Regions from separate parts of the Gossypium raimondii genome. Here region 1 is linked to region 2. A link is a contact called in public Hi-C data. All regions are on one chromosome and are shown on one strand. The core of a region is the stretch at or near the end of the contact, and the rest is flanking DNA. Distances in the headings are between cores, read along the strand shown. Region 1 holds the start of LOC105791305 (protein HLB1). Region 2 has its middle 8.3 kb from the start of LOC105791300.

Region 1 (3,987 bases), core at 1,073-3,572, 240 kb after region 2:
GACCGTCGTTTTCACCATTTGCTTATTTTAAGACTATAGGAAGAAAGTTTAGGTTAAATAGTTTAATTGATAATTTAGATTTGGTCTCCATATATTTTCCTATTTGGTTTGCATTAATAATTTTCAACTCGATTAGATTAGTAATTGCTTAATTCTTGATTAACTTGATAAACACATTTACCAATTTGACAATTATTTGGGTTTGATCCTTGGAATACTCTGAGTGTTCCATTGGAACACTTATAAATATTACAACTAACCTATCACACTAGTAATAAAAGCTACTTTTAATTCTATATATTTTGTGCTAATTCTTTACCCAGTGTTCATACACTAGTGTGCGATCATCTTCCTAATATGATTTATGTTGAAATGAAAAATTAATCACCATGAAATCATTTCTTGAAAATGTGAAACATTCATATCATAAATTATATTTGTTAAAAAATTGAAGTATTTTCCTTTGACAATCAAAATTTATCTTATAATAATTGCATTATCTTTATGGGTAAAATACAAAATAGTCACTTTTGTTTGTCTTAAATTACATATTAGTCACTTATGTTTGAAATGTTACGTTTTAGTCACTTACGTTATTGTTTTGTTATGAAATGGTCACTCCACCGTTAAGCTTTGTTACCTCCCTAACAGTGATCCTACGTGGCAGTCCAAATGGGTTTTAAATGCCAAATTGGATTTCCTACATGGTAGTCCAAATTAAATTTATTTAATTAAAAACTTATTTTTATCCTAGCAACTAGACATCCAAGTTGGCATTTAAAACCCATTTAGACTGCCATGTAGGACTGTCGTTAAGGAGGTAACAGAGTTTAACGGTAGAGTGACCACTTCGTAACAAAACAATAACATAAGTGACTAAAACATAACATTTCAAACATAAGTGACTAATATGTAATTTAAGGCAAACAAAAGTGACCATTTTTGTAGTTTACCCTATCTTTATAGGCTTAATAATAATCAATGACTAATTAAAACTTAAACTTAAAGTTATATATGTAATATGGATAATAGTTCACTGAAATTGGAAGGAATAAATGAAAGTAAGTAAAGTTTTAAAAATACTCATATTTATATTATTAATATTCATATTTATATTGTAAAACATCGCTAAATGTTTATAAATCATATTTCATATAATTATTATTAAAATATTAATATAAAATTTTTAACAGTATAGTAAGAATACTTTCTAAATTTAAATTTATTATTATTATTAGAATTTATTTAATATTAAATAATTTAATTAAAATAATAAATAATTTAATTAAAATAATAAATTGCATTAACTATATTAATAATTTATTATGTACTATTAAATGTAAATATAAATATATATTTAATAATATTGAAAAGTATAATTTGAGATCAATAGTTTAACATTTCTAAAATTTAAAATAAAATTTTATTATAATATATTAATATTTAGCTCGGTTCAAGTAAATTATTATCTAAAACTTTTTATTTATAATTGAGCTTTTTTCAAAAATTCTTAAAAGAAGACAACTTGCATAAAAAGGGTTTATTGTAATTGACTAATTAACTTCATCCATCACGTTATTTGTCATTAACCAAACACAAAATTATGAAAAAAATTTCATAAATAATTTTTCATGAAACAAATGCTCCTTAAGTAAAAATCTTACATAAACATTATTACTTCCATAAAGGAATTTATGTTCCATAAAGGAATTTATGGGTTGAGTTGAGCTTGAATTAGGCCCATAATATTAATATTATAATAATTTCTCAATTTTAACTTAGAAAAATATGAATTTTAAATTTTAACTAAACTCACCCATATTTATAAATAATTCATTTAAGCTCTTTTGCACTTTCATATATATATATATATATATATATTATTTATTTTAAAAATAATTTTTATTTAATATTTAACGATTATATAATTATAACTATTATATATTTTTAATTAAATTTCTAAAAAATTAATATTTAAATTATAAGTATATTTCATTTGCCATCATATAAATTACACAAGAAATGTTGTATTTTGGTTTTGAATATAAAAGCTATGCCCGAATCATTTTTTTAAACCAACTTAATTATATTTTTTTAAGCTTAATATCGTGTTCAAAATTTAGGTTTTTTAATAATCATTATTTCGGAAAATGGTCAACACCACCCTGCGACCTTAGGTTTCAATACATTAAAATTTAGTAATGAGGGAGGAATCCTGGCATTTGAAAATAACAGTTGTACTCTTACATAGTAGCTTACCATGTTTTACTTTTACTGCGACTTCTTACGGCCCGGCTGAAGTAACTTCCTTTTTTGCATTGGACCTTGGCTTCAACACGCTATATTTTCTTGTTCTCTCTCTTCTTGATATATCTTTCAGATCTTCTTGGATTCGGCTTTGGCGTTGCACGCAAATCTCTCGTTCAACGCTATGTCCGAAACGACTGAGGGATCCGAACTTCAAAATGGTTTCCAGCCACAACCCCGACCCGAACCCGAACCGGAATCGGAATTGAAAGTAGAATCTCAACCTGAACAACAACCGGAAGAGGAGCTGAAACCGGAACCTGTAGTAACTGATGCCGATCCGAAGCCGGAGCCGAACAATGAGAGCTCGATCCAATCGAATGAGACGACCAAACAAGCTTCAACCGACCAAGTTGCTCCTCCAGGGCGGCGTAAAGATGAGGAGAACCGGACTTTCACGATGAGAGAATTGCTAAGTGAATTGAAAAGCGACGAAGATGATGCAGGGTCTCCTTACAGGTACTTTCTTTTTTCCTTTTCTTTTCGAGTTTCAGTTGATCAAAAAATTACACTCTTTAATTTGTAATTGGATTTAACGAGATTTCAACGTACAAATCTTTCGATCTTTGAAGCTCCCCGTTGATTCGTCTCCTCAATTAAATGTGAAGAATTCTTCGAGTTTCAACTGAACCTAAAATTATGCTGTTTCTCTTTTATATCCCGAATAGAGAAGTTACAGAATTTTGATTCTTGATTGTCTATTGGCAAACTACTAGATGCAATTAAGGCGTACTCTTCCTTTTAGTCTACGAGTTCATTTTCATTAATTGCATGGATGCGCAACTGCTCTCCGATCAAAGGTCTTCCATTACTCTTGAACGTGATTGTTATGTTAGAAGCTCGTTATCTTTGAACTTCAGATGCAATTAGATTTTTTTTCCTGCTTTTGAGTCATTAAATTAGTTCTGAATTTCAAGTTCGGCATCAATTGTAATCTTAATCTTTTCCAACTTCGATGAAGGAACCCTTGGTTTTGGGATTTTTCACTTTATAGAATTCAGTTTATGTTCTTTTTCATATGCCGCCATTCATGCAGTAAAGGTTTCCTAGTCTTGTTGGAATAAATATGATGTGATCCTTGTTTCTTCTGCTTGTGAATGATACCATTGTCTACTCCATGATTTATATATGCTTCAGTCAAGAAAACACGCAACGTCAGTCCTACCAAAATAATGCTGCAATGGAGTTGATCAATAGTGTCACTGGTACGGATGAGGAAGGCAGGTCTCGTCAACGGATTCTTGTATATGCTGCCAGGAGGTACTGTCATCTTGTTTTTATACACTTTTCACACTTTACTTCCATATCGAGCTTGATATGTTGCTGCTTTAGAGTCTGCTATTCAATAGTACCGATTTTCAGTCAAATTTTGTAGGTATGCTACTGCACTGGAGAGAAACCCAGAAGATTATGACGCTCTCTACAATTGGGCATTGGTTCTTCAGGTTTGAGATACTGGTTAATGTTGATGTTAGCTTAACATCATTCAGAATGATTATCATGTCTTATTATTATACAGCAAGTGCAGCCTCCTTAACATTGTCAATTTAAGCATATTGTAATGGTTGCAAAATGCTGCAGATTCTCATATCATGTCCTTTCTGTTCTTATTTGGCTTGCAGGAAAGTGCAGATAATGTTAGTCCAGATTCTACTTCACCTTCTAAAGATGCCTTGCTAG
Region 2 (3,872 bases), core at 612-3,111:
CTGGATATTTATTTGCTGAAGTAATTGTTACGTGATGTTTAGAAACTAAATTGGGATGGATTATTTGCATAAGTATGCTGCATTTTTTAGGTTTGAGGCAGATGTATCGGTAATCGGGTTACCTCTGTGTCTTGAAACGTTCAGGAAGTCATAATAGAGATTTGGTATCGATACCTAAGCTCAAGTATTGATGCTTGGGGTAAATTTATCGATATTTCATGACAGGTACTGATAATTTTCGAAACTTTGGTTTTTAAATGAGAAACAGAATGCAAGTTTGGTATCATTTTTCTAGGTGTTATCGATACCACTTAAAGAAAATATCGATACCCTACTGTCAATATTAATACCTAAGGAACACATTTTGAGAATTTTTCTAAACGGGTCATATGCATGTTTAAATAGGTTTATAAGACTAATTGATATAAGATTAGCATGTACTAATGATAGCGAACAAATATGATTGGCTTAAAACCTATACGAACTATAAAATGATGGATGTCTTGTTAATGAGCTTTTACTTGTTGTGTTAGACAATGAGACGGTTGTGTGACATTCTGATATTCGGGCTTGGCAACGAAATCGAATATAGGGTGTTACAATTAACACTTAAAATTAAAAAATTCTAAAAATCCAATATTTAAAATCTAAAACCAAAAGAAAAATTAAATCCACATACTATTGATGTCTAAATTCTAAATTAAAATAGAAAAATAAATCTAATGAAAACATAAGAATTAAACTCTAAAGTCTAATTTAATTTATTAAAGCCTAATATTTAAAATTCCAAAGACTAAAATGAAATGAATCTAATTTAACTTAGAAATCTAATTGAAGTCATCAAATCCTAAACATTTAAAATTTCTAAAACTAAGCAAAAATTGAAGAAGTTTTAAAACCTAAAATTCTAAAATTGAAAACTAATTAATCTAGATCTAATCCAAATATGAAATTTAAACTTAAAATCTAATTGAACTTAAAATAAAAAAATCTAATTTGATTGAATTTTAAAACAAAATTTTAATTTAAACTAAAACACTCTAAAATGTCATATAAATTTACAATTGAAATCTAATTGAGCTAAAGATCTAAAATTGTAATTAAAACTCACAATTGAAAACTTAAAATCTATAGAGCACCTAAATTGGATCTAAACACATAAATTTAAAACCTAAACAAATCAAATATAAAAACAACTTAACTTCTAGATCTAAACTTATCAACAACAAACTATCAAAATATCCTCAAAATATCAATTTTTAAAATTATTTGTGTAATTAAAAAAACTACACTTTTAATATATCAAATATTAACTCATAATAAAAATAGTGTGAAATATACCAATAAACACATTCAAAATATGCATGATAAAAAATGAAATTGCAAATACACAAAAATTGATTTTAATAAGTAAAATATAAAAAAATGTTCCTTTAGAAATTAAAATTTTAAATTCAAATCATATAAAAAAGGAAAAAGGACTAACTTAAAATTAAAATAAAAGGCTTAAATTTTTTAAGAAAATATAAAAAAAAAACAGAGGGATTTAGCTGGCAATTTTTCCCACCAAAGATTTCAAATTTTGAATTAAATTGAAAAGAATAGGGACTAATATTGTTATTTAGAAAGGCGGAGGTCCTCAGAAAACAGGAAGGGACTTTGGGTGAAATTTAAAAATGTAGAGGTCCTAAAAAAATCTCAAAAACACAAAGGGACCTCCCTGCTTTTTCTTTTAGGGTGTCTGAGTTTTTGTTTTTGTTTCTTGTATCTTGGTTTAGCCTTTCATTTTTTAATCACGATACTGTGTTCCGACTATTTGTGTAATTGTATTGCTGCAATGTGATTGGTTGAGAAAATTTTGAATTTCCTCACACTTCAAACTGGAAACTGGAATGGGCTTTGGGCCTACGTCTAGACTTGGGCTGCAAAATGGGCTTCCATTGGAACGGGACCTTAAAAAATATATTGGGCTTTAAAAACACTTCAAAATTGGCTCTTGGCTTTAACAAATTAGAAAGGATTTGGACTTTGAAAGTAATTCTAAAAGATAAAATCAATTTGAGGTTTTAAGACAAATTTGAAAACAATAATTTCCAAAATAAAATTTCAAATAGATTTGGGTTTTGATTTTCTTTAATTTTCTAAAAGCAAATTTTAATTTTATTTAAAACAAAAACTTGGTTTTATCATCATCGATATCCAAATATCCACCCACTCCAAAGTAAATTAAATTAAATTTTAAAAATATTTAAAATTGATTTCAAATTAATTAATCTAGCCCTTATTTCAAATCAAATTAATAACAATTTAATCTTAAAATCAAAATAATTACACCCAAAAATAATTCATAGTCCAATCCATCAAAATTTAGTGTCTACCATAAGGAAAACACTCTTTTAAAAACCTAAATGATGCAAAATGGTAAGAGATTAGAGCAATTATCTAATGCTTTCAATGGTTGAAAGTTTTGAAGAACTTGTATTTAGTAATATTAACTAAACAAGGAATAAGATTGAGAACAAGAATTAATCATTTATCATGTAAAACAAAATTAAATAATAGAATTCGGTAGATTTATCATTTATCACCAAAAGTCGTTTGACTTGATCTTAAAAACGAGGTGTTTGCTTGAAAATTTAATTTAATTTGAATGTAATAATTGTCGAGACTTGATCTTAAAAATAAATTTAAAGAAAATTTAGCTATTTAAATGGATTATCACGCAGTTTCTTCATAAAGACTTAATCATAATTTCAATTTGAGACATATCACTTCATGAATAATCCAAAAATTTATTGGTCTAGGTGGGGGACGTTTTTCCTATATGGATTGAAAATAAGAGAGGTGAACACATGGACCTTTTCAATTAGTTAGCTAGGCCCACCATGGGGGAAATTGGCGGTGGATATAAGTGCGTTAGTCAGATAGGACAATTTCTCCTTTTTCTAATTTTTTTTTGTTCTTTAATTTGGAAGGACAGGTACAAATTTACTGGGACAAAAGTACCATTTTTGTTTTTCCAAGAAATGAAATTACCATCTATTCAAAGATGATTTGAAATTATAACCATTCTAAACTCCTAGCAACTAGAAATTAGACATAGGCCAGATTTGGTTATTTATTGTAAATGTTACTTTGTGAATAACATCCAGTCTGGAGCTACCAGAAAATATCATTCCTTCTGCATGCAGATCCCATACACGTTAAATTTCAAAACTACAATCATAGGAAACTAAGCCTACAACACCCTCTTCGTGCTTCTAGCTTAGTACTATAGCAGAAACCTCCTGGATATCGCCACCAAATTTCCCTAGATGACAACCCAAAACCTCAAAATTGGACAAGGAATACTCGCCACCTACACAAAACACAATGCATGACACAGTAAAAATACCACAATTAAATTATACTCCATTAAATGTATTTTAGTTAATTCTATTTCATATATAAATTTTTTTTATTTTTCATATCAAAGTTATTTTCGATTGAACTATTTTAACCAATAAACTTTTTTTTTAATTATTACTTCTGATTTTTATTTTTACTGCCAGCAATAAATCCCCAATTTCATTAAAAAAACACATTAATTGTCCAAAAAAGAAAACACATTAATGTCTTCATAACCTCTGTTCCAAAACAATGATGATGTAAGCTTCACTAAAAGATTGGTACTTGAGACTAGTGATATTAATTTTTCATTCCACGTGGCATCTCTTATACCACTTTTTAATTTTTTTTTCTTTTTTATTTTCCATCCTCTTCCCTTTTTCTTTTCTTTTCTTATTTTTCGTTTTTCAAGCCTACTTTTCCTTCATCTTTCTTCTTTCTTTCTTCCAGTAAAAAACCCTCAAAATTTCCCTCACTTTCTTATC

The links. Hi-C and Micro-C count contacts between places; a contact is called where the count stands out from the background.
Region 1: a contact with region 2 is called in a Hi-C map of leaf, with 1.8 times the contacts expected there. The contact joins the promoter of LOC105791305 here to the enhancer-like site in region 2. A contact is called at or near these places in 2 of 2 Hi-C or Micro-C datasets (both in leaf).

The regions. Positions count from the first base shown.
Region 1 is chr8:35,135,399-35,139,385 of ASM2569854v1, forward strand. LOC105791305 (protein HLB1) reads left to right here and starts at 2,323. Exons shown (of 14, transcript XM_012619322.2): 1 at 2,323-2,766; 2 at 3,445-3,567; 3 at 3,683-3,752; 4 at 3,930-3,987. The coding sequence starts at 2,432.
Region 2 is chr8:34,899,825-34,903,696 of ASM2569854v1, forward strand. No RefSeq gene overlaps it. Among protein-coding and RNA genes, the nearest start is that of LOC105791300, 8.3 kb to the right of the region's middle. Within about 2 kb of position 1,862, the one cell type or tissue checked has open chromatin away from gene starts, as enhancers often do. A contact at or near this core is called in leaf, where this site is marked.